Linked DNA regions of Mus musculus: regions 2, 3, 4, 5, 6 and 7 are each linked to region 1. Evidence: chromatin contacts called from public Hi-C, HiChIP or PLAC-seq and promoter capture Hi-C data. All regions are on one chromosome and are shown on one strand. The core of a region is the stretch at or near the end of the contact, and the rest is flanking DNA. Distances in the headings are between cores, read along the strand shown. Region 1 holds the start of Gpnmb (glycoprotein (transmembrane) nmb). Region 2 holds the start of Lrrc61 (leucine rich repeat containing 61). Region 3 holds the start of Repin1 (replication initiator 1). Region 4 holds the start of Gimap8 (GTPase, IMAP family member 8). Region 5 overlaps Stk31 (serine threonine kinase 31). Region 6 holds the start of Gimap9 (GTPase, IMAP family member 9). Region 7 holds the start of Fam221a (family with sequence similarity 221, member A).

Evidence for each region. Promoter capture Hi-C pulls out the DNA fragments that hold promoters and counts their contacts. Hi-C and Micro-C count contacts between places; a contact is called where the count stands out from the background. HiChIP or PLAC-seq counts read pairs in DNA pulled down with a chosen protein or histone mark. Capture Hi-C pulls out chosen DNA fragments and counts their contacts.
Region 2: a contact with region 1 is called in an H3K27ac HiChIP or PLAC-seq map of bone marrow-derived dendritic cells, with 2.9 times the contacts expected there. The contact joins the promoter of Lrrc61 here to the promoter of Gpnmb in region 1. A contact is called at or near these places in 2 of 115 datasets of contacts at active chromatin or transcription factors (bone marrow-derived dendritic cells and memory CD8 T cells).
Region 3: a promoter capture Hi-C map of the HPC-7 cell line shows a contact between it and region 1, with 3 times the contacts expected there. The contact joins the promoter of Repin1 here to the promoter of Gpnmb in region 1. A contact is called at or near these places in 2 of 39 promoter capture datasets (the 3T3-L1 cell line and the HPC-7 cell line), 1 of 115 datasets of contacts at active chromatin or transcription factors (embryonic stem cells) and 2 of 9 other capture datasets (adipose tissue and pancreatic islet).
Region 4: a Hi-C map of pro-B cells shows a contact between it and region 1, with 3 times the contacts expected there. The contact joins the promoter of Gimap8 here to the promoter of Gpnmb in region 1. A contact is called at or near these places in 5 of 39 promoter capture datasets (the 3T3-L1 cell line, 3T3-L1-derived adipocytes, cranial neural crest and 1 more), 3 of 484 Hi-C or Micro-C datasets (B cells, embryonic stem cells and pro-B cells), 1 of 115 datasets of contacts at active chromatin or transcription factors (memory CD8 T cells) and 1 of 9 other capture datasets (embryonic stem cells).
Region 5: a promoter capture Hi-C map of embryonic stem cells shows a contact between it and region 1, with 2.8 times the contacts expected there. The contact joins the enhancer-like site here to the promoter of Gpnmb in region 1. A contact is called at or near these places in 8 of 39 promoter capture datasets (the C10 cell line, cranial neural crest, embryonic stem cells and 5 more), 8 of 484 Hi-C or Micro-C datasets (the AML12 cell line, B cells, the HPC-7 cell line and 5 more), 13 of 115 datasets of contacts at active chromatin or transcription factors (the 230-238 cell line, embryonic basal ganglia, embryonic limb bud and 4 more) and 2 of 9 other capture datasets (adipose tissue and embryonic stem cells).
Region 6: an H3K27ac HiChIP or PLAC-seq map of embryonic stem cells shows a contact between it and region 1, with 2.6 times the contacts expected there. The contact joins the promoter of Gimap9 here to the promoter of Gpnmb in region 1. A contact is called at or near these places in 2 of 115 datasets of contacts at active chromatin or transcription factors (embryonic stem cells and memory CD8 T cells).
Region 7: a promoter capture Hi-C map of liver shows a contact between it and region 1. The contact joins the promoter of Fam221a here to the promoter of Gpnmb in region 1. A contact is called at or near these places in 11 of 39 promoter capture datasets (3T3-L1-derived adipocytes, the C10 cell line, the HPC-7 cell line and 7 more), 3 of 15 datasets of contacts at CTCF or cohesin (the NIH/3T3 cell line, embryonic stem cells and large pre-B cells), 8 of 484 Hi-C or Micro-C datasets (the G1E-ER4 cell line and embryonic stem cells), 22 of 115 datasets of contacts at active chromatin or transcription factors (the 230-238 cell line, CD8 T cells, acute myeloid leukemia and 12 more) and 3 of 9 other capture datasets (adipose tissue, liver and pancreatic islet).

What each region holds. Positions count from the first base shown.
Region 1 is chr6:49,034,616-49,038,432 of GRCm38.p6, reverse strand. It overlaps Gpnmb (glycoprotein (transmembrane) nmb), which reads right to left and starts at 1,915. Exons shown (of 11, transcript NM_053110.4): 1 at 1,641-1,915. The coding sequence starts at 1,710.
Region 2 is chr6:48,552,950-48,556,766 of GRCm38.p6, reverse strand. Lrrc61 (leucine rich repeat containing 61) reads right to left here and starts at 1,968. Exons shown (of 3, transcript NM_177736.3): 1 at 1,785-1,968.
Region 3 is chr6:48,591,746-48,595,562 of GRCm38.p6, reverse strand. Repin1 (replication initiator 1) reads right to left here and starts at 1,680. Exons shown (of 3, transcript NM_001079901.1): 1 at 1,511-1,680; 2 at 587-772. The coding sequence starts at 731.
Region 4 is chr6:48,645,160-48,648,976 of GRCm38.p6, reverse strand. It overlaps Gimap8 (GTPase, IMAP family member 8), which reads right to left and starts at 1,743. Exons shown (of 6, transcript NM_001077410.1): 1 at 1,692-1,743; 2 at 1,450-1,570. The coding sequence starts at 1,541.
Region 5 is chr6:49,411,429-49,415,245 of GRCm38.p6, reverse strand. All of the region lies in intron 6 of Stk31 (serine threonine kinase 31), which reads right to left. Among named protein-coding and RNA genes, the nearest start is that of Stk31, 18 kb to the right of the region's middle. Within about 2 kb of position 2,020, at least 8 of the 459 cell types and tissues checked have an H3K27ac peak or open chromatin away from gene starts, as enhancers often do. A contact at or near this core is called in embryonic stem cells, where this site is marked.
Region 6 is chr6:48,674,315-48,678,131 of GRCm38.p6, reverse strand. Gimap9 (GTPase, IMAP family member 9) reads right to left here and starts at 1,997. Exons shown (of 2, transcript NM_174960.2): 1 at 1,878-1,997; 2 at 1-690. The coding sequence starts at 651. It overlaps Gm46958 (a long non-coding RNA gene), which reads left to right and starts at 1,323. Exons shown (of 2, transcript XR_001785233.2): 1 at 1,323-1,597; 2 at 2,108-2,300.
Region 7 is chr6:49,365,696-49,369,512 of GRCm38.p6, reverse strand. It overlaps Fam221a (family with sequence similarity 221, member A), which reads right to left and starts at 1,774. Exons shown (of 7, transcript NM_172727.3): 1 at 1,540-1,774. The coding sequence starts at 1,604.

The DNA of each region.
Region 1 (3,817 bases), core at 666-3,165:
TTTTGTTTTTCCTTGGGGGGGGGGGTAGTTGGTTGGTTTTTTTTTTTTTTTTTTTCAAGTCAGGGTCTCACTATGTAGCTCAAACTGTCCTAGAACTCACTATGTAGACTAGGATGACCCCAGACTCACAGAGATCTACCTACCTCTGCTTCCTGAGTGTTGGGATTAAAGACATGAACCATTTATCCTGGCTTTGGCTACTGTTTTACCGACCCTCAAACTGTGGGTGAAAGGTCTTTGCTGGCTTTTCCTATTCTTATTCCTCTAGGTTATTATAACTTGTTGGCAGGAGGTATGGAGTGGGGTAGGGTGGGATAGGGGGAACAGAGGTGTGTAGCTCTGTCCTTAAAAATGCCATTGAATGTGTGTTCTGGCCACGTGCCCTTGCTAGCTGATCTCCCAAGACTCTATAGCCCACTTTTGTAAACGAGGAAAAGGAAATTTATTGAAGCTAACTCACTCATGGCCCAGCCTAGCAGTTGGCACATATTCAAGTCTGTCCTATCCCAAACCCTGGCAGGAAGAACTGCCAGGGAGAGGTGGCATGCTTCCCTACTGCCTGCTCTCTGTGTGACCTGAGCGAATTCCTGGCCCTCTCTGTGGCCTGTGGCCCGGTTTCTCATCTGGGGAAACTGGATAATTCCAAGGTCAGAGTCCCCTCTCTCTGTGAAGGCACCACACCTAGACACAAGATGGGCCGTTCCGTTTGTCAACCCGCTGCCTGCCATCTCTGGGTTTAAAATCCAAACTCAGAGGTGGAGTCTCAGGCAGGACGCCCCAAGTCTGGGGCATCACTGGCTTTGAGGATCCCTGGTTCGGGGCGCGGCTGTGATGGGGCTGGGCTGCTTGCCCTTTTGCCTGGCAATTCTTGGGTGCAGGGACCACAGCGGTTCCACTCTGCCTGGCCTGGGATCCACCCCAGCCAGGACAACCTACCCGAGGACCTGCCTTGCACAAGAGAAGGCAGGGGGTGACGAGATACTCCTCTCCTTTGGAACTGCCTGGCAACCAGCCAGGCGGCCACATTCGGGGTAAGGCAAGGTTCTGGACCGGGCTGGTCTCCGGCCCCTGGAAGTGAGGGGCCTTCTCTTTCCCCTGCTCACTAGCTCCGCTAAGAACAGGACAGCTACACCCTGGTCAGGACAAGGATGCTAGACCAGTATGTCCAACACTGAAAGATGCCTCTGCCACTCACTAGGAAGCTTTGTTAGTAGGGCCCCTGCCATAGAATCCGCCCAGGGTGGAGCCCCTCAGTATCTGCATAGAGTCCTCAGTATCTGCACTGAAGCAGCAGTTGGCCCTGCAGCGAGCAGAGGATGCGGTGGGATGGGGGAGTTCCGCAAAGTTAGCCAGAGCCTCATTTAAGAGCTCCGCCCTGTGAGCAGGAAGCAGATAAGGGTGATTTGGGAGACTTGCTTTATTCTGGGGTACAGGCTGTCCTCCCCTTCCAGCCTCAATCTGGCCAGAGTGGAAAAAGCTTCCAGGGGCCTCGTGGCTTTTGCTCTCCGTGAGTCCTAAGCAAAGAACACACTCCCAGCATTTGGAACAGACCCTGTCTGCGGACCCCCAAACTCCAGTCAAAGGGCCTGGCCCATCATTTGGGTCAACGAGTGTAAGCGCCCAGAGAGGACGGGACTCACGCTTGGCAGCCTGGAGAGGCAGTCCTGCAGCCAGCAGCAGAAATCCCAGGACCCCGCAGAGACTTTCCATGCTGACTCCGAGCGCCTGCAACCAGTCAGGGCTTGACTCTGACTCCCCAGTCCCATCCACCAGGAGTCACAGTGTCGGCCTCCTGCGATCCGCTCTGTTTTATGAAATACGGGGCCAGAGGGAGATCATGTGATGTTTTAAGCAGTGTGGCTTGATCTCCCAAATTCCATCGCTTAACAACTCGTGCTCATGAGTCACTTGCCCCTGGCATCTATTTATTGACTTCGGATGCACGGTGTTTTCATTTTGTGATGCCACATTTGCTCCTCCCCCCTTTCTCTCCCTCCCCCTCCATCTTTCCTAGCTTAAAGGGAGCTTTCTAACATCCTGTTCTGACATTCTTTACCAAACGAAACCTGGTCGTTGGTGGACTTTGTGGTTTCTCTTTTGTGTCACTTCGGTACTCACACTGAAACATCTTTCCAGAATCTGGACAGCCCGCGTTCTCTTCCCCCAGAACAGACAGATCCAAGGTATCATTTCAGTCAATGCCACTGTGCTGTGCATGCATGCATACAAACATTGCATGCTATGTCAGAAATTGCAAGTTCGGGACAGCCCACGGGCTTCAAGCAGAGGAGAAATGTACCCCAAAGCTAAAGTTTCTGGCATATCGACCTGGCTCTGCAGAATGCCCAGAACGAACTGCATCATTTTTGGTAACTTCTCTAAGATAGCTGCTCCAAGTAACTTCAGGCGACTTGTGGGAAGCACACTTGTATTGCCAAAGAGCAAGCATTAGGTGTGAAATCACCCGTCTCTGGAACATAAATGTCATGTGATTAAGCTGTTTCTGGTTGTAGACTGTGGAAACTTGGCCCTGTGACCCTCTCACTGTCAGGACACATCCCTAAGACTGTTTTCTGGGCAGGAGAAGTCTTGGTTGTGGCACACAGTGACTTACAGTCCATTGTAATTCAGGGACCAGAGCTCCTGTGGGGGAAAACCACGTGGAGCAGAAGTGGACGCAACCACAAAGAAGCAAAAGTCTCCAATGCAGAGGAGAAAGGGAAAGAACTGCTTTTGTGTAACATAAATCATATACAGAGCTCTGTCTGCTTGTTTACACACATGTAACCTTTCAATTAAAAATGAACACCCTCTTCTGGTGTGTCTGAAGACAGCTACCATGTACTCATAAGTAAAATAAACAAACATGTCGGTGAACTCCTTCAGTCCCAGCACTAGAGAGGCAGAGGCATCTGGATGTCTCTAAGTTCAAGCCCAGCCTGGTCCTACTTAGCAAGTTCCAGGGAAGCTAAGGCTACAGAGTGAGTCCCTGACTCAAAAACAAAACAAAAGTAAAAAAATCAGAAAAGCGAGCTTTTGTGCTGGTACGCTTGTTCAGTAGGTGAAGACATTAACCTACCAAGCTTGAAGATCTGAGTTTAATCCCTGGAACCTGTGTGGTGGGAAGAAGAAACTAACTTTTGCAAGTTGTCCTCTGATCTTCACACAAGAGCCGTGGCATGTGCCCTTATCCCCAACCCCCAAGCAAATGTAAAAACTGAAACAAGTTTTCAACTTTGGGCAAACCTCCTGGTAACACCTGAGGTGTTAGCACCCTTGGTCGCAGATACAGTTCTGGTTTGCATTTTTGGTTAGATAAGTGATCTTTGTCTTTAAGTAAATTGGATATTAAGCTCTTCTTCAATAAGTCTTTGTTTAGGAAGTTGCAACAATTAAATTATCTTTTACTTTGTGCCTTCCTTGCCCCATCATCAGAGTTGGTAGCCACTAGGCAGAAATGAACAAGAAATGGGAACATCATCTTCTTCATCATCATCTTCATCACCATCATCACCATCATCACTATCATCTCCTCTTCTTCTTCCTCTTCCTCCTCTTCTTCCCCTTCTTCCTTTTCTTCTCTCCTCCACATCTTTCTCCTCATCTCACCCTCCTCCTCTTCCTTCTTCTTCCTTCTCTTCCCCATTTTTCCTTCTCCTCCTCTCCCTCCACTTCATCTTGCAGAGGGCCTAGGTTCAATCCCCAGCACCATCACGATGACTTACAGCCATTTGTAACTCCAGTTCAAGGGACCTGACACCTTTTTCTGACTTCCTTAGGCATCAGACTTGTGGTACACGAACATTCACGAAGGTAA
Region 2 (3,817 bases), core at 719-3,218, 480 kb after region 1:
CCACACGCCTGCCTCCCCGTTCTGTATCACCAACGAAGTTGAAAACACTGTATTGCTTCAAGACTCAAAACAAGAAAAAGGTTTGTGTTCAGTACTTGTTTCTAGTTTGTCGTTTGTTTTTCTGAAAATCCAGTCCTAATGGTTATAGAACTCGTAGGTACAACACCTTTGGCAGGTCCACTGGAGCGCTGAGAATACTGGAATGCTGGAGGGGTAGAGGAGGGAAAGACTTGGAAGTGTTTCTCAGATGGAGTACAGGGGCCCAGGCAAACAGGAGTAAAACACACCACAGGAAAGAGGTGAAATACGAGGTAAGACACACGGGAAAGGTTTGGGGTGCGTGAAAATAGCAAGGAATCTTATTTTTCCTGACAGACGAGGAAACAGAATGGCCTGCAGGCGTGCAAGCCAATGAAGGGAGGTCGTGGGAAATGATAACTGTCCACAGTCCAAAGCCTATGCGTCCCCCAGAGAAGCCACATAGCTGTAAAACCAGCAACCTGCAGATGAGTAATTTTTGGCATCTGTTCACCTGGACTAGGAGATGCCTCAGCATGTACCCTGTGTTGGCTGATTAGATTAGAACTTTCTCTTGACTATTTTGTCAGTCCTTTTCAGGAGCATGCCCAGATGGGACCTGGCTCCCTAATTCTACCCTGTTACACCGCACAAACATACATCCAGGGGCATTCCACAGTCCCACTCTGTGCAAGCTTGCCAGCCTCCTCTCCTCTCACATTCCTACACCTGGGGAAGAAGGAGCTCTAGTCTCCCACACAACCAGAGAATTTAAGCCAGTCAGTGTGAGATGCCAAAGCTTTTAAATTCAGACTCCATTTTAGAGAATCTGACCTAAGCTTGAACTCAGGTAGACTACAGGCCGGTATCTAGCATTAGTATCCAAGTTGTCCCCACAACAAAACCTGAGCCTAGCTCGTCTCTAGGCTAATCCCCAACAAGAGCAGAGTTTCCAAGTTACACCCCTAACAAGACCAGTATCTCCTGGTTATTCCCCCAACAAACCTGCACCCCAGGTTGCAAGCCCAACCCTTGCCTAATGACCACCCATGCAGAGGGGAGCAGAAGTTAAGTTTATGATGTGACTCCCAGCACCAGCCAGTTATATTAAAGGCCAAAGTAGCTTTCCATTTAGATGCTCGCATTCGTATTCCATGTTTGGTGCTTACTATAAAGCCTTGCCACATAGACATTCGGGGCTCCTCCCCCACCAAAACCGTCCTGTGTGAGGGTGGTGCATTGGGGGGGCTTGAGCTAGCTCGAATAGAATAAAGACCCTGCTGTGAGTTGCATCAGATCAGCTCCTGTGTGTGTGTGTGTGTGTGTGTGTGTTTGGCGGGGGGGGGGGGGGGGTCACTAACTTTTCCCTGGCACAACAGTGGAGGATGTTTTAAACAACACTCCGCCATCTTCTGAGCTCACATAGCCAAAGTGACAAAAGCCACGGATAAGTTCCTGCTGGGAGACTACACTTCCCAGCTTCCTTTGGGGACTACTGAAGTCATTTCCACCCATTTCTGACCCCAATAAGGGGCCGCATCCTTCTTCCTTTGTAGGCATTTTTGCCATTTGCATATCTTGTGACAAATGCTCCCTCACCGAGAATAAACAAGACCAAAACTTTTTCCGCCTTTTTCTCTACGGCTGCTCTTTTAAAATAATCTATCACACTAGCGGAACCCTTGTTGTTATGTATACCAAGAGGCTGTGATTGTGGGATAGGAAATCCAATCCTAATGTCTCCTGGCCACCAAGGCAGCACCCACCTCACCGGCCGCGATTGTTACCGGTTAAAGCGTTCTGTCTGTTAACTGCACTCAGAGCAGTGCCTGGGGCTGAGGGCGTGGCCACTAACCGCGGGCGGTTCCAGAAGAATCCAGCATCCCCCAAACAAACAGAACACGCAACTCGGTTTCTGGCGCAGGCCCAGCCGACCCGGAACCTGCGAAAGGCCGGAAGGGGCGGGGAGTGGTGCGACGCAGAAAAAGTTGTTTTTAAGGGACGCGCTGCGGCTGGCAGGGTACGCAAGTGACGCAGATTACACAACCAGAGGAGCTTCTAGCTCTTTGTGCTGGAACCCGCGGCCAGTGCTGCTGGAGGATTTTGTTCCTGTTAGTTTGGTCATTAGCACATTTGACAGAGCGACGTTGGGAAAGGCATTTATGGTTCCTTAACGAATGTGTTCTGTGACATTCAGTATGCTAGGCTGCAGGCCAGTGGTGACCTAGATTTTCTAACCCGATAAACGGTGCCTGGTACGTGCTCGCCCACCCCTCTCCGAACCCTGCCCCTCACAGCGGTGCAGTCATGCTCACCGCCTAGGACTGCAGACAAAAGGTGCCACAATAACGATAAGAAGGACCCCTTGTGGGAACCTTACCCGTATTTTTAGAAAACTACATCAGAATGTTTCCTGAGATAAATGTGCACTGCCTAGTGATATTCCCAAAGGCCTTGCCCCCAGAGATGTCACCAACGCAAACTGCCACCTTTGTAAATGACATTGTCCAACGGATAAAGAGGTCACCTTAACTAGGCACAGGGGAGAATGCCTCTCACTTTCTTTCACAGGCCACTTGGAAATGTCTACATTGGGAGGGTTTTCCATCTCCTGATGCTTTCTGTGCACTCAGACAAAGCAATCCCAGTTCAGTCCACACCCTTCCAGCCTGGGCTGGCTAAGTATAGGCACAGTTTTGTTGTTGTTCACATCTTTGCACTGTATCACAGTGCAAAGTCCTTAATGAATACGTGTTTGATGACGTTCAGTGTGCTAGGCTGCAGGCCAGTGGTGACCTAGCTTTTCTAATCCGTCAAATGGTGCCCGGTATCCATTTGATCTCCCTTGAACTTCTCCATGTGATGGACCAGCCTGAGTCTATTTTAAGATTAGAAGCTATAAATGTTCCTTCTAGGAAGGTGTGGAACCCCAAGAACCGCACAACTCTTAGCAGAGAGAGTGTCCCAATGGTAGACATGGTAGCCTAGGAACCACACAGCTCAGAGGTAGGACAGTGTCCCAATAGAAGAGCGTCCTGAGACACAGGAGCCCAGGAACCACATAGCTCTGAGAGGAAGCCTCCTCAGCAAGAGGCACTGCAGCTCCCAGGGAAGGGTATACCCAGCTGAGCTCTGGAGCCTCAGCCCCGCTCCACTTCTCTTCATTGCTTCTTTGCTTCTTCTGATGCTAAAAAACAAAAACAAAAACAAAAACATCACATCAGGAATCAAATCTCATTTAAAAAAAAACAAAAACAAAAAAAAAAACAAAATAGGGAGGGTCCAGGGAGAGAGGGGACAAATCCAGGAGTGGCTGCCTCTGCTTCCAGGAGCAGACAGCAAGGCTGTTGAACAAAGGGCAGGGCTTATATAGGATTTCTTATGGATGGAGCTTTTCAGGGCAGAGATTTCCAGGTTGAGGATTGGTGGGATTTCAAGTCCTGAGCTTGGAGAGCTCAGAGATTGGTGAGGTTTCCTATTCTGGGATTGGTGGGGGTTTGTGGGAAGCTCAGGGATTGGTGGGTTTTTTTGCTCAGGGACTGGAGGCATTTTTCACCTCCCTTTCCCTGCTTTGGGCCCATGGCTGAGGCGACATCACTGCTGAGCTTCTTGGGAGTCTGAAGAAGAGGTGTCGCCACCGTGGACAGCTCCTGCGCTGGTATTTCATGAAAGTGGTAGGCTGAGTCAGGAAAGAAAGTGCCACCACCATGGACAGCTCCTAGGACTGCCTTAGGCAAGTCACTTAAGAACTACTGAAGCCATCTCCTTAAAAGGTGGAAGAAAGTTCATTCCTGTTTGC
Region 3 (3,817 bases), core at 431-2,930, 440 kb after region 1:
CCCTTCTCCACCCACACCCAAGCAATTGCAACTGGGACATTGGGGGGAGGGGGGAGAGGCAAGCACTTCTCAATCCAAGGAACACCCACAGTCTGCTGCCCCTCCCCTGGAGTGAGGGAGAACCCTGGCTCAGCATCTCTTAAGGGGGCTAGGGATTACTGGGGTAAAGAAAGGGGTGGGAAGAAGAGATCATAATCTCTGTCCCTTGCCTGGTCCTGCCCAAACCGGGCCAAGGACTGCCCCACTTCAGCTATACCCCACAGGGGAACCCAGATTCCTGAGAGCCTCCTACACAGAGTCAGTTCAGGGGTGGCAGTAAGACTTCCCAGGGACCTTTTCATGTCTGTTCGTGGCCTCTGTCCGGGCAAAACCTCCTGAATTCCTTTACAGCCTGCTCTCTTTTGGGGGACTACAGACATGACTCAACCCCACCAACCCCCAACTCCCACCCCCGCCTGAACCCAGGGAAGACTCCATGATAGGAGAATGGATTCCTTCCCCAGTACATCCCTGTCCTGCAAGTATAGGAGACATGAGCGCTGGAGTTATGGGTTGGTTTGAGGGCACAAGAAAGGCCAAACTCTACCCTGAAGACTGAAGAGCTGGGGGTGAGGCTTTTTCCAGCTCCTTCTGGGGATGTTCCTGGGGAGACTTCGGCTGCTTCGGCCCACACTTCGGTAGCCCCCGGATGACAGAGAAAACTGTAGCAATAAAGACATCCCTATCCCCATGGCAGAGCTCAGACCTCTAACTGCTGAGAGGTCAGCCTTACCTGGGGAAGGGAGAGAAAAGAACGAGTGTGAGGCTCTGCGCTAAGCCAGGGCAGGTTTGTGTCATCACCCAGTCTCTCCCAGATTCAAGGCTACAGAGTTCAGCCTTGAACTCCATACCCAGCCTGGTCGAATGACCTAGCGGACACTGAACTAAATAAAGCATGAGCATGACCCTTTACTGAGGAAGCACAGTGCTGCCTTTGGAGGCCACCTCCTAGCCTGGTAGGGCCCCAGAAGAATAGCCTCCTCCATCTGTTGCAAGGCTCTTTCTCAGTGGCCAAAGGGCTGCCTAGGCAGTAACTCTGGAATCCCTATTGCCTCCCCTTCCCCCACTCTCCGCGCAACATAAATTCCAGGCCTGTCTCCCGAGGGTCTACGCAGGGAGCGCCAGAGTGCCCAGGACTCTCCAGAATTTCCTTGGTCATCTAGGGCAGCCCCGGGTGGCAGCAGGCCCACACACTCCCCCTTTGTATAGATGCGTGTCCTCCGTCCACATTTGCTGGCTCGCTGGACCGGTTCGGACCAGCCAGTGGGCCATCTCGGGTCCCACGCACAGCGCAGCCCGCGGAGCCTGTGCGCAGGTGCGCTCGCCCCGCGCCTCAACACTCCCCCCCCCCTTTCATATTCCGCGCGCGCGCGCGAACCCCACAGCCGCACACACTCACGGTCACGCGCCCCACAGGTGGAGCTGCCCTCGCACGCCCTCGGTGGCCCCTGCGCCCTTACTCGACCCATACCTCTCCCGCGTGCCCTCCAGGGACGCAGCGCCCATCCATAGAGCACCAGGCCGGCCTCTGCGGCCGGTTCCCCGCCCCGCAGCGGCGACAGCGGCAGGTTCGAGTTCACAACTGCCAGGCCCGTCCCCAACCTCCCCCCACGCGCTGGGTTCCCAGCTCCACGTGACTACAGGAGCTGCGGAGGGTCAGTCTCGGCTAGGCGGCCGCGGCCTGGGGGCGGGGCGGGCCAGGTCACCCCGCTGCACTGCCGCTCCGGCACAAGGCCAGGGAGGGCCCCCGGCTCCATCGCCATGGCAGCCACCAGCTCCGGTTTGGCCACCGGCCCGAGCTTCAGTTTCCTAACCCTCTGCCCAGAAAAGGATGCTCGCCCCTGGGCCACCTTGTGGCCAGGCTGTGGTCACTGTGTTTGGTCCACCCTTACTGTCTTTTTCAAAACTCAGAGCCAGAGAGAACTAGACAGGGCACCAACGGTTCTCCTGGCGTCGAGCCTGGGGCTTTGCCCAGTCCGCTCTAGCTTAGGGCTGGAACACAGCACCACGGCAACAGAGCGCATCTGGATGAAGAATGAATGGCCCGCAACTGTGAATTCTGCAAGGCCCTCTATTCCCACAACTAAGATCCGGAGTGGCCTAAGCTCTAGAGATGCAGGCCGGGCCCAGGTGGCTGTTGGCACAAATGGGTCGTTTACCCTTGGAAACGCACAGCAGCCAGTGTGGCGTCTGCGGAGGCAGGTGCAAGCCTGTGGCCATGACTCACCACCCACTAGCAGGTGGCCTTGGCTTTCCAAAAGAACCCCATCTTGGAACTTCCAGACCAGTGCAATTTCGTGTCCTTTCATGCTTTCAACAGAGACAAGCTTTGAATTGTACAATTATTTTAAAAAAAAACACTTTTAAAATCTCTCCCAAGGGCCATCTAGCCCTCTCATATATTAGCCTCCTAAAGCCAATTACATTCGGTGTTTGACATACTCGAGTGTTCTGAATAGTATTTTATATTGGGGAAGCCTGGGTTATCCCTTGCAACTGTACATGCTGGCTCTTCACTTAAGATATTGTAAGTTTTCTCCCATTTCGTTGTTCTCTTATATATTATATTAAAACATATATATATATATATATATATATATATATATATATATATAGTTTAATGGCTGTATAAATATGCAAATCGATTACATATTTTTCCTATGTCCTTATAGATTAATGTCTCATTACCCATGTCCAGGTTCAAACTTTTGGAGGTAGAAACAGATGGTCAAAGACAAGATTCATCAGTTATCCCTGAGAAATGACCATTTTTTTCCATTTCCTTGACAACATGGGCTATTTTCCCAAATTTAATTAAAATGACTGTTTGCTTCAATTTTTGCTTCTTGGGTTGCTGGTTTCCTGACTTGTTTGTTTTGTGTGATTTTTTTTTTAAACCAGTTTATGCTATGACTACTGAGAATTTATCTTTGCCTGACTTTCTATTTGCTCACTTTCAAGGCTGGGAAGTTGGGATGGTTGTTTGGGTTTCATGCTTAAAGATGTTCATTTGTCATATGTGTGGAAAATATTTTCCCCAAAAGATTGTTCTTTGGGGGTGTAGGGGTGGGAGGCAAGGTCTCACTGTGCAGACCCCACTGGCCTCATACCCAAACCCGGTGGCCTGTCTGCCAAGTGCTGGGATCACAGGCATGCCCACCTCACTTAGCAACGCTAATTTCTGAAGTGATAAAATTTTGGCTTTATGTGCTAAAACCTGCCCATCCTTTTCTTTCTGGTGTGCACCTTTCTGTTTGTGTTTGGAGAGTGATCTTGCCCAGGCCACGCTACTCTTTATGATGATAGTTTCACTGCAGACGGTGGATTTTAACACTTCACGGTTTCAGTATTCCCTACGATGATTCTGTCTTGTTTTGATTTTCAAATTCCTTGTCTAGAACTGCTCCTCTGTTTTTCCACATGAACTTTAGAACGTGTCAATATTATGAAACCCTGTTTGTGTTTGGAGAGAGTGGAGATGTGCATCTCTGCACTATGTGGGTCATACTTCTCCTCTTACTGTGGAGTCCTTAATAAGTGGGAAGTACAGCTGAGATTATAGAGATTCCCTCACCACAAATATAGAAGGGGCATCGGCAGAGCATGTGTCCAGCACAACAGTGTGTTGCAGAAGAGCATGCAGTAAGACCCACTGGTTTCACCTGCATGTTTTATAGGGATGCTTAAACCCTCAGGAAGACTTGATTTTTATGTCCAGTGTGGTGATAAACTCTTCAAATACACAACTCATTTCATCCCCTCAATATCCCTATGAAAC
Region 4 (3,817 bases), core at 494-2,993, 390 kb after region 1:
TCCAGGCCAAAATCTGTGACCTCAGGGTGAGTCCCTTGCAACCAGTCGACAGAGAAAAGGACGACCTGTTTGGCAGATGGTTCTGTACATGTGGGCACCACCAACAGAGGACAGCTACCTCACTGTGGCCAAGGCTTGGGCATCTCTTGAGAACACGTTGGAAGAATATTCTCCCCATGGGGCAGAACTTTGAGCAGCGCACCTTGTTCATTACACTAAAAGAAGAAATGGTCAGATGTGCAACTATTACCAACCCATGGGCTCCAGCCAACCATTTGGCTGGATGGTGTGGATTTGGAAACAACATGGCTGGGAAATCGGTCTGGAAGAGGTGTCTGGAAGGACTGCGAGGAAGACAAGCAAGAGAACTTCTGAATGCCCATCAAAAACTGACCTCAGCAAAGGAAGAGCTTGATCATCAAGCTGACAGGGTGACCCATTCTGTTGGTGCCAGTCATCCTCTTCCCCAGTCACCTGATCATCAGCCAACAATCTCATCACAGTGGCCACAGTAACATGGATAGGGACTATACATGGGTCTGGTAATATCAAAGTATACAGTGCCATCTCTCTATAGCAGGATTCATGGGTCAGCAATTCATGGGTAAAAATCAAATGGGAACGACACTACTTGACCTCAGCAAAATCTTTGCTTCCAGTCCCCAAGATCTTACACTTTGTTAGCACAGAGGTCTTGGCTACAAAGAGCAAAATGTTTCCACCAAAAGACAATCATCACCCTATCCTGGCAGTTGAGTGAGTAAGTCTGTGAGTCCCGCTCTGTCTTCCCTGGATATTGCCCAAGGGTACCACGAGTTCAACCATTGGAAGGAGCTTCTGTGATTCATCCCACATCAAGGTGCAAGTGGTCCCAGAGAAAAGAGATCAGAGAGGCCTCCAGAGCCCAGCGGGGGAAGACGTTTAGTCCTAGACAGTGAGTCAGTCAGCATAAGAAAAGGAGTTAGCAGGTGAGGGCCAGTTTGGATTAAATGTACATAAACTCAAGACTTCCTTCAATACATGACTAACTGGATCTTTCTGTGAAAGGACTGGAAATTGTTCGAAGAGAGAATATAGGACATAGATACTGCCATCTGCTTCTCCAGGAGACCAACAGTCCCAGTGACAACCAGTGACTTCCTTCTGGGAGTCCAACCCCTGAGACACTCCCTGCTGGATCTTGAACCTCCCTGTCTGCCACACTTCTGTCCTCTTCTTCCTCCTTAGGTGTGAAGCCTTTCCCCACAGACCTCCTGGCAGGCAGCTGTTCCACATTCTTTCTTGGGAAAAATACGGTACATCCCTACTGGATCTGGTTGGAGTGACATAATTCCAGCTCTTGAAATCCAACCCAACACAGGGCAGACTGCCTTCCACAGTCTAAACTTATCACCCCCCCCCAAGCTATAATAGACCCCCCCCACACACACACACACCTCTGAAACATACCTCGGTCTTTCCCCCTGTCCTACTGATGCTTCACAGCTTCTGTGCTCTGCCTGGCTTCCTGCAGCTGCTCCTTGGTGGGATGAAGTCGCCATCTCTGCCCTCAGGTCAGTGGAAGCAAATCCTAAAGAGGGCCAAGAGCCACACAAGGAGAGTTAAAGATTTACCAGGCCACCCCAGTCTCCCTGGCAGGAGGATTTCCAAATGTTTCTAGGAAGAAAGAGGTTTCTAGAAGCATGTCTTACATCAGTAGAGCCTGAGAAGGAGCTCAGAGCACATAGGATGAACACGGAAGGGGCTTAGGGAGGGGCCGGTGTGAACACAAAGGCACAGGTCTTCTGGAGATGCCCTTGGGTGCCACCATGTGGCTGTGGGAGCACAGTCATTCACACTGCTACAGACAAAGATGGTAACAGAAAGGCCTACTTGGGTCTTGTCCTAGTAAGCTTCAGCTATGAATGTAACACAGACCTAGAGTCATCTGGGTAGAAAAAAAAAAAAAACAAAAAAAACACGACTGAATGATTGCCTATAACAGACTGGCCTGTGGCCATGCCTGAGAGCCATTTTCTTAATTGCTGATTTATATTAGAGTCCGTCAGGGTGGCCTGTGTCATCCCTCGGCAGGTGGCCCGAGCTGTGTAAGAAAGGCAGCTGAGCAAGCCAGAGGGAAAGGTAAGCAGCATTCCTTCATGGTCTCGGCTTTAGCTCCTGTCTCCAGGTTCCTGCCTGGAGCTCCTGCCCTGGCCTCTCTCCTGCAGATTATCACTTGTAGACTGAAATCAACCTTTTCCTCCTCAAGTTGCTTTTGGTCTTGATGTTTATCGCAGCAACAGAAAAGCAAACTAGATCAGGTCTATTCTTTGCAAAGACCAAAATCGGAAGTTTTTGATGAAGTCAGTTTGGGAGTAAAACCCAGCAGACTTTCCTCTTGGCTCATCCCCACCACCGTCTCCCTCAGCCTGGACTGATCACACAATGTAGATAAAACTACAAAGGAACCATTTGCTTTCTCCCAGAATAAAGTGCTCCCTCATAGATGAGAAAAAGCTTTCCCCCAGCTAGCAAAACACAGAAATGTTTGAACCTGAGTTTTCATATGACTCACAGAACTCACTGTGTCCCAGCGACCTAATCTGATCTGTACTTCCTAAGCAAGGGGCACACTGAGAACAGCATGGTTTCCTTGTTAGAAGTCTAAAGTGACGTGTGCTTATGCTATAAGGATCCTGAAGGATTTGGGGAACAGGGCACATACAGACTCATACACTGGCAAAGAAAACTGCCCTATCCCCCTCCCCCTCCCATTCACTCACCTCACCTTAATAAAGAAGGTCCACTCATAGAACAGTCCCCACCTCCCCTGGGCACCAGGTCAGTGCATAGAATACCATCTAATTAAAATGTTGAGGTGAAAACTATAGACTAGGATATACAGGTGCCTGTGAGGCTGAGCTAAGGGCTAGCAAGCTCTTGCTGCTCCAAAACTGAGAAGCCATGGACTTGGGGGCGGGTCGGGGGGAAGGGCAGGCGTCCTAAATGAAATAATAAGCTTTGGAAGAGTGCTTAAAGTGAAATTAAAGCTTCTCACAACTTCTTCGTGACTTAGCAGGTCGACGATTGGTTTGCTGAATGATTTTGCTCTGCGGCCTTTCTGGTTTGGCTCTAAGGAAGGATGGGGTCTCCTGCCCTCTAGTGGCCGTGTGTAACGACACATGGAGCAAATGAGAACCTGAAAGGTCCCTGCTGACTCTCCTAGCTCTCAGTAGGGACAGGACAAAGTGGGACTATAAACTAACAGAAATTGCATAAGGAGAAAGATGCGGTCATGCAAGGAGGAGTCTACGACGGCCATGAATTGTGTTAGACACAGAGGCTAATCTGTGCGTCACGCACTTTAAGACCAGCACTTGGGAGGCAGAGGCAGGTGAAGCTCTGTGAGGTCCAGGCCAGCCGGAGCTACATAGTGAAACTATGTCTCCAAACACAAACAAAAAAGAAGAGGGAACATTTGCAAGGATCCCACAGTCTCAAGTCAGGGAAGCCGCGGAGCCTGCCACAGTGAAACTACCTATGGGGTGTGAGCACCGTGGTATGTTGGCGAGCCGTGGGAGCAAGGGAGAATATGTGCTGTGGAAACCCCCACTTCCCTTCTGCAGTTGACAGACAGTAGCGGAGGCTACATTTGATGGAACCTGTGAGTGAGGAGGATGATAGCGCACTGTAATCTGGAAGGGTCAGGAGCTACGTTTCCCCCTGGGAGGTTTCTCGCTTTTGGTGTGTGGTGTGAAGACATTCAGGGAAAGTTTTCTGGAGTGCTCTGAAGATCTCCTTTTCTGCCCGCTCCTGTTCCTGTCCTGGTGCTCAGTGC
Region 5 (3,817 bases), core at 771-3,270, 380 kb before region 1:
TTTAAAACAATGTCTCTTTAATAAATCATTAAAATTTGCACTGTCATGCATTCATATGTACAAATTGGCAGCCAAATTTTGTAATGTGAAAGTGATGTTTCTGGTATTGATTTTTAAGAAAAATTGTTTAAAATTGGGTTTTGCTTTCCAAAAGTTATAGTTATATTCTAATATTGCAAAAGAAACTTTAAAATTCTGGAATCTGTCCTCACTGCAAGAGGAATAATCTTTGTTTGGGCCAGGACTCAGGCAGTATGCTCAGATTAAGAAATAATTACATTTGAATTAATGCAAAGCTCAGGGGAGCTTCAGAGAGGCTTGTGTGGCATTTCTTCTGTTTTGCAAACCCTGCCTAGGGAAGTTCTTGGGACCTCACCTCTCCTTGCCTCTGGGGAATATTATTTTTAAGCTAAAACATTATTACAGATCTATCCAGGTATTATTCAAAATAAAGTTTAAATTTTAGATTTATGAAAAGTCAATGAGGCTGTAGAGCTTATAGAGGCATTACAATCTGGCTTGCCTAGTACATATAGAATTATTATAGATTTGGAAGGTTGTTTTTTCCTTTGCATTGTAAAGGGTTTGCTACCAGTGAGCTTGTGATCATTGGAAAGTTTTGCCTCTAGGTATGGCTAGTAGCCTTATGTTATATAAGAAAAAAAATTTTTTTTCTGTCTCTACTTCAATATAAGAAGATAAGACTTTGAATCCTTCAGTGTATATTGTTTCTTAAATGGAATATATTACTTCAACTCTTTCCTCTCACACAATGAGCTTTAAAGTTCTGGAGAGTAGCTGATGAGCCAGAAAATATTCAAAGGCAATATCTTTTTAATATTTAGGGTCTTAGTTATCCTAGAAAGATTGTGGTACAGAAAATTTAAGAAAGAAAAGATGATTTGCTTACTTCAAATTATTTTCAAAAGCTTCCAGGAGATGTTAATTGGCTAAGACCTTACCTTAATGCCTTAAGGTGACTTAAGCCTTTGTTGGATGTTATCAACGGAGAGGCAAATTAACTGGTGAGAAACAAAAGGCTTTGCAGAAAGTAGAGGAAGCTTTTATAATTAATTGTTATCAATTTTAATCAATGGTAATCAAATATTAGCTGCTTATTTTAGTTATTGTTACTCAGTGTGCCCACAGCAATTCTTTGGCAAAAGAGAACATTAATGTAAAATCATCTTTCTTCATCTCCAAGTAAAGTTTTAACATCCTATTATGACATTGCTGTGGTGCTAATAAAGAATTGTAAGATAAAATCATGAAGGAATTTTAGAAAAACAACAACAACAACAACAAAAATGTGTCTTAAAAACCTGACGAGGCATCTGTTCTTTGTTCCAAACAGCAATTAAATTGGTTATTGCAGAATATTGATATTTGGCCTACTGCATAGACTTTCTAGGTAAAACTGATAATTATTATCCAAAAGATAAGTTGTTAAAGATTGCTTCTATGCATGCTTTTGTATTTTCTGTAAATTTATGCATGCATGCATCCCATAAAGACTACATCTACTGTATTTAAAAACAGCCCTTCTATGGGAGAAAAGTATATGTGATTGGATCACATGTTTATTCTTTTGAGTTTCCTCCTGCTTCAGCACAGATAATTAAATTGTGTGCTGTAGCCAGTGTTTTAAAATGTTGAAAAATCAAGCTTTAATTTATATACTAATAGTCTATATATACATATGTACATAACAACACCACAGAGCTGTGTTTGTGCAAATAAACACAAACAAGCTGCACATGCTCCCGAGGATGGATAAGAATAAGTTATTTGAAGACCACAATCCTAAGACATGCGTGGCCGCCAGCCACCATAATTCCCAGGCAGGACCATGGAGCATAAGTAAATTTTAAGTCCCAGTACAGCTAATTTTTATTATATAATTAGGGAGGAATTGTAGCCTCCCCCAGCCTTGAGCAGGCTGGCTCAGACCTGTTCCTCCTCTATGAACAAGACCACCTAGGGTGGAGTCTTCCAACCTAGATAGGTCTATTGTTCTGCCACCTCTGCCATTTTCTCCAAGATGCAGCTACCTGCTGAGATGCTGAACCTGTTCTCCTGACTCTATCCAGATGAAAGGAGATCCTGGTGTGATGGGGGATGGGATGGGTTCCCCCCACCCCACCCCCCACTTTATAAGCTCAGACTCTTAAGTAAATTTTGGGCTTTGATCAGTATCTTTGTCTTGGTCTCGTTATTTCTCTCACCATTTTCTCCCATGCAGCCCCAGCCTCCCTTTCAGGAACCCGGTTCAAGTAGCCTACAGTTATCTCTATCCAAAGTCTCCATAAATATCAAAAACTGGAAGTTCGTAGAGAAGAGGAAGGTACTATTAAGGGAACTAAGAATAGGGAGGCTATATTTGAACCCCAGTTCACTGGCCCAGATAGAACTCTGTTCACAGAGAAGTTAAGCAAAGGGACCTCAAGGCTAGTATCAAGCTTTAGTGTCTTTGCTGAGTCCTTTGGTGTAGCAAGATCTTTATAAAGTAAGAAAGGCTATGGCAGATGTCAGTAACTTAGACCAACATGTAAAGAGTATCTGAAAAATAAAAGAAGCTAAAGGAGAAATATTCTTTTAAGGTTAAGCAGAAAAAGAGGCCTGTCTAGGTTCTTCTAGGTGAAGTAGTATTTATGTTGAGCTAGGGTTGCTAAGGAAAAATCTGATAGAAAGGCATTGTGTGCTAAGGAGCATCTGCCTAAGGAGAAGACATCCTTGACAGAATACAGATGAAGCACACAAGCCTGTCCCAGGAGTGGGTGATCCCCCAGACCAAGGAGGGGACACAGCAAAAGATAAAGCTGGGGTGTAGACTGTTCGCCCAGCTAGAACTGCCCCGACAGCCAGGGATGGTGAATGGGAGGCTGGAGGCATGTGCCAACCCAGGGTCACTCTGACCTAGTGAGCCAGAGGTGCAGCGGGAAAGCAGGGCCACATTTACCTTTGGCCTTGAGTATGTCTGAGCCGACTAAGTCAAATCCACTGAGTTGATCAGGTGTGGAGAAATGAGGGAGGCTCCCAGAACAGGCTCCAGGTCATGTAAACATAATAGTTCAGAGAGAATCGCCAAGGATTACAGAGAACAAATTAAGTTAGCACCTCCTATCTATGCTTTGTACCTGACCTTGATCTTTGGAGGAAGCAAATTGATGGAACCTTTCCATGCTGTATTAGACCTTGCTCATTTCAACCTTAGTTATCATCTTAGTTGTGAACTTCTAGGCTCACCTGACACTTGCTGAGGATGGATGACAACTGACTTTCAGGTGTTTCACCAAGGTTATCTTTGGAACCCACTGATCTGTTATGAGATAGTAGTTCCGGAAGTTGCCTTGTCCTGCCCATTCACTGGAAAAGGTTTTGTTACATAGATAACATAATGCTTACCTGTATTTTGCAAATTTGTAAAGTCACTGGAGAAACAATCAGATATAGTATACTTCTACCTACCTTACAACCCTACTGGGGTGGGTTAATTAAAAAAAAAAAATCCAAAAGTTACCCTACATGGGTAAAAAAGGACATTCCAGAGACCATAAGGTTATTAAATAAAAACTCCAGTGCCAGGAGAAGTTTTTTCTAGATGGTTATGATGTGCCTGTTAAACTCTCATCTAAACACATGTATTTAGATGTATCAGCCTCAACTCATAACCCCTGAGAAAACTCCTGAGATCAAGTGATTGTTACTGTGACATGGTGACCTATAGTAGACATCTATAGTCAAACCTTTTAACGCTCAGGAATCATTGTTGAAGAGGGGACAAAGGAGTCAAAGGAAGGGATATAGTATTGTGTAA
Region 6 (3,817 bases), core at 748-3,247, 360 kb after region 1:
TTCCTCTAGACAATGGTTCAGCCTGCTATCTATGTCCTTATATATCTTGTCAGAAAAGTAGGATCCGCCATTTTGGGCCACCATTTTCTCTGTCAGTTCTATCAGCTGCTGCACTTGATTTTCTTGCTCATCCAGAGCTGCTTTGTTATTAAAGGCCAAGTAACGCTTCCCACACTGGGAGATAATATTATTGAGCTTTTCACCCGCATCACTTACAAAATTATCAAGGCTCTGATCCTCAAGGTCTTCTTTGTGAGTAAACAAGATGATCATGTACTTCAGGGCTGCCTCCCCAAAAAGACCCTTGATCAGAGCGACCGTTTTCTGCTCTTCTTCAGTGTAACGGTCCAGTCGCAAAACCAGAATAATGGCGTGAGGCCCAGGGCAGGAGTAGAGAACGCAGCGGCTGATCTCGAAACATGTGGTTTTCATGGTCTCCTTGGTGTCAAAGAGCCCAGGAGTGTCGACTACAACAAGGTTTTTCCCCTTCCACTCCCTGTATGCTCTCTGGCAGGTCTTGGTAACAGCATTGGCACAAATCTTAGAATCAAATTGACGTCTCCCGAGGATGGTGTTGGCTGTAGCACTCTTCCCATTTCCAGTCTTCCCTACCAGAATGATCCTCACTTCAGTGTCTCCCTGGCCAGCCATGTCAAGGCAAGCTGACTCTAAAGATCTGAATGCACAGATCTTAAGGAAGGAGAAGAGAGGAAAATTACCTATTAGACAAATGGAAAGCACTCCCGATCCTTTCTTTTTTTCCTTTTCTCCTGAAATTTTGCAGTGTTCTATAGTTTTAAAAGGCTGATGATCTGGATATCATTTAGGCTGTTCCTGATGGCATGGACAGGCTGTCTCTAGTCCTGCTACCGCCTTCATGCCAATATTGGAACAGATGTTCCTGGCTCATGCCCAATGCCAGGTCTGGGAAATGAGTGCGCCCAAATCGTTACTGTGCCAAATACCTGAAAGCCCAGGATGACTATAGAGGTCAACAGCTTACTATATATTTTATGACGACCTAGGAGAGGCATTCAAGGACTCAAACATAAAGAAAGTGTAAGGAAGGCAGGGGCAGGTAGGATCTCAGTGAGTTCAAGGCCAGCCTGGTCTATAGAGTGAGTTTCAGGACAGGCAAGGCTATACAGAGAACCCCTATCTCAGACCAAAGAGAGAGGGGGAGGGGGAGGGGGGAGGGGGGAGGAAGGGAGGGAGGGAGAGAGAGAGAGAGGGAGAGAGAGGAATTGTTCATCTCCCCTGCTTTGACTGGTACACAGTTAATATGTTAATTATTACAGTTAAATATCACACTGAAGCCAGAAATATGCTCACTTATCATGTTAATAAACATGAAACAAAACCCCCAAGACAGTTAAAACAATCCTGCATAACAAAAGAACTGGCAGAAGTGTCACCACTTCACCTCAGAGTGTACTACAGAGACATAATAAAGAGAAAGCAACAGACAAGATGCAAAACAAGACTCGGAGCCCCTAGACTACACTGTGGCTTCAGCAGCCCTCCGTCAAGCCAAGGGTCACACAGCCACACATGCAAATCTGTCTGTTGTACAATTAAGAGGAGTCAGCACATTGAGGTAAGAAAAAATGAATTAAACATGATCTGAGTTCTCTCCCAACTCTAACGAACCTGCCTTGGGGGACACAGAACTTTCTATAAAGGGCACCAGGCCCTCTGTGACCTTCCCCACAGACACACTGCAACGCATCAGTTCATCTCCTTATATCTCTTAGCCTCCACCCCTCCCCCCAGCAGCTTCCTCCCTGTGCAGACACAATACTTCCACCCCCATAGATGCTCCATTCGCCCTCCCTCTCACAGCTCCCTCGCTCCAGGTCTCTTCCAGCCAGACTCACCTTCTTCTGCAACAGTTAATGAGAGTTCAGGATCTCTCCAAGGAACCAATTTGACCTGGTTCAAGTTTTCTACTGAACTATGAAGTAAAACTTCCCTCATTCCCTGACAGGAAGTTCTATGGGTGGAGCCAATTGTAGCTTCCCCCCCCCCCCCCCCCAGCCTGAAGCGGGCGGGTACAGACCTTGTTGCCTCGGAGGTGGGGCCACCTGCGGTGCAACTTTCTGACTAGGCTGGCTCCTTTTGAAGAGACAACTGCCCTGCTCTTCTGCTACCTGCTCAGAGGCTGAACCTGTCTTCCTGAGACATTCCTGGCGACCGCGTGCTGACAGAATGGCTCCAGGCACGGAGAATGAACTGGCAGTGGGGATGGGCCTTCCCCCTTATAAGCACACTCTCTTAGTAAACTCAACTCGCGGGCCTGATCAGAGAAATTTTTGTCTTGGCTTCATTATCTTTTCTCACAGTCTAAGTCTCTTTCAGCCCCAGCCTGCCTCCCAGGTGCACCCCGTTCATGTAGGCCGCGGGCCGGCTTACAACAGGAGCCAATGAAGAAACCATTTGCTTTTAAAGAAACAGAAATATTTTCTTGTAATTTAATAGGTGCTTCAGCTCTGTCAAGTTGAAGCCTTTTCTCTGTATGTCTATTATAATGCCAAACGTTTCTAAATATTTTTTTATTATTATTGTTTGGTTTTTTTTTTTTTTTTTTTTTTTTAGATTACTGATGTGTTTATAAAAAGATAACGAGAGAAGGAGGGATATGCTCTATGGAAGGTGTAGTGAGGTATGGGAGGAGTTGTCCCAGCAGTCCCATTCCAAGGCATCACTTGTTCCTGAGGGACCAGCCACACGACGGTATAATATAGAATAGAGTTTATTCAGGGCATGGGGAGGGAAGTCAAGAGGGTAGAAGAAGCAGAGAAACGCAGAGGGGTTAGAGAGTACAGAAGTAAAGGCCAGCCATGGGCATGTGGAGAGAGCGGGGCAGGGGCGAGGGGATGGAATGGGGAAGGGACAAGGGAGCAGATAGCAAGAAGAGAAGAGCAAGAGCGGGAGAAGGGGGCAAGCAGCCCCTTTTATAGTGGGTGAGGCCTACCTGGCTGTTGTCAGGGAATTGTGGGGTGGAGTTTAGACAGAATGCTAACAATTACAGTCTCAGGTAGCCCAACCTACAGTTGAACTCACAGTGTGTGGAGGATGACCTTGAACTGAAAGCTGAGAACCTGGTAATTACTCAGTCCTTGAAGCTAGATACCTCAACAGTTGGAGTTGTCTCAAGATTGTTGGTTCCCAAGGCAGACAAGAGATGGTAGGTAGAGCATTGCCCATACCCTGGACTTCTCTCAGAGAGCTGGGCAGGAGGGTGGCTGCTCCCTACCCAAATCAGGCATGGGCCTACTCAACTTTTTAAGTTAAGAATCAGTTAAGCTTCTGATTCCCTGCCAGAGAACTGGCTTAACATTTGCCTGACTTCAGTCAAGTCTGCATATGCAAATTAGGTGTTTCCTCCCTTGTTCTTTTTTTTTTTTTTTTTTTTTTTTTTTTTGGTTTTTTGAGACAGGGTTTCTCTGTATAGCCCTGGCTGTCCTGGAACACTTTGTAGACCAGGCTGGCCTCAAACTCAGAAATCCGCCTGCCTCTGCCTCCCGAGTGCTTTGATTAAAGGCGTGCGCCACCATGCCCGGCTCCTCCCTTGTTCTTTTGTCCTCCCCTCCCTCACTGAGCTATATAAGCTAGCCCTGTTAAGTCAATAAATGAGCTATCCTCCAATATAGTGCGAGTCCTGAGACTACAGCTGGTGCGTAAGAGCCCTATAGCCCTCAGTGAAAACTTGAAAATGCTGATTCTGATATCAGTAAAGGAATCAGCACCAGCTACAGTACAAGTCTGCAGGAGGGAGACCTAGGGAGCAAAGAAGGAAATGAGCCTCCTTCTCCAC
Region 7 (3,817 bases), core at 525-3,024, 330 kb before region 1:
TCATTTTGGAATGCCTTCCCCAAATAACCCTTTGATATCTGGAAGGCCGAGTCTTCATGTTTCTCAGATCTTATTGATGCAATAATCTCTCCTAAAGGGAAATGTTCCATAATATTTACGATTGCAAAAAATAATTTTCCATGAGCCTGTCCCTACCATTTTCTGGACAAGAGACAAGTGAAAAGCCAGAAAGCAAAACTAAAGAAGCCAGCCGTGCTCTGTAAGAGGGTGAGCATGCGGTGAACCTACCATGAAGACTGGGTGCTACTGCCTAGTTTTATGTCAACTTGACCCAAGCTAGAGTCATACAGAAATAGAAAATCTCAAATGAGGGCTGGAGAGTTGGTTCAGTCATTAAGAGCACTGACTGGTCTTCTAGAGGTCCTGAGTTCAATTCCCAGCAACCACATGGTGGCTCACAACCATCTGTAATGGGATCTGATGCCCTCTGCTGGTGTGTCTGAAGACAGGTACAGTGTACTCATATACAAAAAATAAATAATTCCTTTTTAAAAAGAATTTTTAAAAAAATAAGAAAATTTCAACTGAGAAAAAATGACACACATACACACTAGACTGGCCTGTGGGCAAGCCTGTGGCAGGACCTCTGATTGATGTAGGAGGGCCCAGCTCACTATTACTATGCTATTAGCAAACAGGCCGAGCAAGCCATGAACAGCAAAGCAATGAGCAGCACCCTCCAGGGGCACTGCATTAGCCCCTGGCCTGGCCTCCCTGGATCATGGCCTACAAGCTATACACTGAAATAAACCCTTTCCTCCTAAGTTGCTTTTGATCAGTGTTTCAATAGAGCAATAGAAACCTAACTAAGACAGACTGATCAAGCTGTTCCATCTCACATTTCCTGTTCAGAATCTTCAGAAAGTTCTAAGCATTACCCAAAACTACACTATTGGGGCAATATGCTGGGAAACCCAACTGCCTGGACACCCCACGAATGACTTGGGGGAAGCTCTATACATCTGGCTTTTCCTTTGTGCACACACATTCTCCAAGTCGTCTGTAACCTCTATTCTCCCAGTTTCCCAGCTGTCAAGAAGAAACCCCTCCTAGGCTATGGGAATTGGGGGCAGATGTGTGTGGAGCCAAAGGAGCAAGCAGCTGTGTTCCCTGCTTCCAGAGAGGAGTCTCGGAAGCTAAGTCCAAAAACCATCTCCCTTGGTTTGGGAGAGCACTGAATTGATGTATAAACTGACATCTACTAACTTTTATAGACCCAATATGTAAATCAATTGTCACTAAGAGAAACAAAAAGGGATCCATTTTAAAAGTAGTTAATCATCCCTTTTGGCAAAGGAGACTCTCAAGTGGTCTCCGAAGAGATTCATTATAGAATAGAATTGTGTGTCTGCAAATTTAATTACAGAGGATGAAATGTGAAATTAATCCAGGCCTCCCGAACAGACTCCCAGAGCGCTAGTACGTTCGTCCGCTGGGTCCGGGTTCGTCCCACCGTGCTCGGACGGACAAGAGTCCGTGAACAGGAGCCCGCCCCGCGGAGCAGAGTTAAGGCCTCACCTCCGGTACTCCAAGTACTCGTCCACTGCCTCCGCACCACCAGGAGGCAACGTCAGCCGCTCCATGGCCGCGGGAAGCGAAAGGAGCCCTTGCCTCGAGCTCTTGAGTCCGCCCTGCAGCTGCCAGGCAGGATCCACCAGACCTGCGCGAGTAACAAACAGCCTTGCCGCCAGAAACTGCCCGGTCCCGCCCCCTTAGCCCCGCCCCGTCCTGGGCCCCGCCCCTCTGTTTCACCCGCTTAGTCCCGCCCTTGTCCCCCTCAGCTCCCGTCCTCTCCCCGCAGCTCCTCCCCAATCAATCTTCCCCCTCCTCTGGGCTCCGCCCCACTTAGCTCCGCCCTCATCCTTACCTCTCCCCAGCTCCCGCTCTACCCTAGCATCCGGCCTGTCCTAGCGCCCCTCTTCTTCCTTGTGCCACGCCCCTTGGCCAAGCCCCGCTTTGCCCCGCCCCTCTTGCTGCTCCAGGCCAAACGTCTCCACCAACCCTCGTGATTGCTTCCGTGGCCCACAGTCTACCTGGCGATCCTCTAAGGGTCCTTGAGCTTAATTTAGCTTGAGCTTCGCCACCCTACCGCTACCTGAGCCCTACAAATTGGCTTCTCCTGCATAGCCCAAGGCTGCAAAACAGATGCTGTTTGCCCACTTCAAACTTCGTGCTCTTCACTGCTTCATTCCCAGAGTCTCCTTAAGAATAAGTGCAGTGCCAGGATACAATGGGTTCTCAAAACAGGGTTTATATACCTCTTCCCATTTAATCAATCTCTCGAAATGTACGTAGTCTTGGAGAATTGGCCACTTGGAGCGGTAGCTAAGAGTGCTTGCTGTGCGATCATAAGTACCAGAGTTCAGATCCCAGCACCCACATAAAGAACCAGGCATCTCAGACTCTTAATACCCCAGTTTCAAGGTAGGTGGAGACAGAAAAATCAATGAGGTTTGCTGGCTTTCAGCCTAGACAAGAAAATCCCAACCCTGGGTTCAGGGAGAGACTACATGAAAGGATTAAATGGAGCATGATAGAGGAAGACACCCAACCCTTTCCTCTTGCCCACTGGCCTCAGAGCTTGTTTACACTGCTGCACGCACCCATTCACAATCACACACTTCGAATCAGTACATCTCTGAAGTGTGGGGGAGGGGTGTCAACGTCCATGTTTTCAGTATTACGGTTGAGGCTGAGAACTGAGCATAGAAGCTTAGTTGGACAGCATGAGTTTAGCATACTGAGACCCTGGGTTCAAGTCTCGATGCCACTGGAAAATAATAAAATATAAAACCAGCAATCCTGAGTACCAGTGCAAGTGACAAGGAAAAAAAAATGTTCTCCAAAGAAAATAACAGGTTAAGGAAGAACAAGCAGAAACAATTCAGCCAAGTTCTTGCCTTCCGGGTAGGAGCACAAAGCCTTTGAGCTGCTAGGTAAGCTCTGTACTGCCAAACTATACACCTGACTCCAAGATAAGTCTGTTTCAACATTTAAAAAGAATCTCCACGCATTTTATATAAAAATGGAATTATCATCCGTTAGTAATTTAGCTATAAGTTGTTCTGGCAAGCTGAAAAGGAGTAAGAAATTAACCGTTACTCAGGAGAAAAGAATTCTCAAACATTGTAGCTCTCTATGGACCAAATTTCTCATCCTTTAATCTTCTTGTTTAACAGATAATTGGATTTTTAGAGATTCAAGGTTCACAGCAACTCGAATGCAGCAGGTCAGCTGTGGCTGTTTTCCAACAGTGTGTTTCTACTTCAGGGCTCTGCCAACTGAGCCGTATCCCTGGCCTGGTCAGGGTGGGATGGTTTTGAGAGGTCTCACCCGCTATATGATCCTGGCTAATTTAGAACTCACCATGCGGTCAAGTCTGTTTTCACACTTGGGCTTCTCCTGCCTCTGCTTCCAAATGCCTGGATAAGTAAGGGATGTTCTTAGTGTTAAACTTCTTAAAGTTCTTATTGTTATTAGCCCGTCATTCAAAATCCTTTTTAAAAGTGTTTTAATTAGCATACAAAGTGTTGAATTTCCATAAGTCTTTCCATATGTGAGTAGTTTCTGCTAACTCACCCCTGCCCCTGCCCTCACCCCTTAGCTCCCAGTATTGCCCTCTTCTGTCAAATTGCATGTGCTCTACTCTTCCCTCCCCACACTGAGGCCTCTTTCCCTCCCCTCTTGTGGGACCTTTCTGGCTTACTGACCTCTATAGACACTCCATTTTAGGTACATAAGTACAAAGTTTGAAACTCAGATCCACGTTGAGAAAAAAGATGTGGCATTTGTCTTT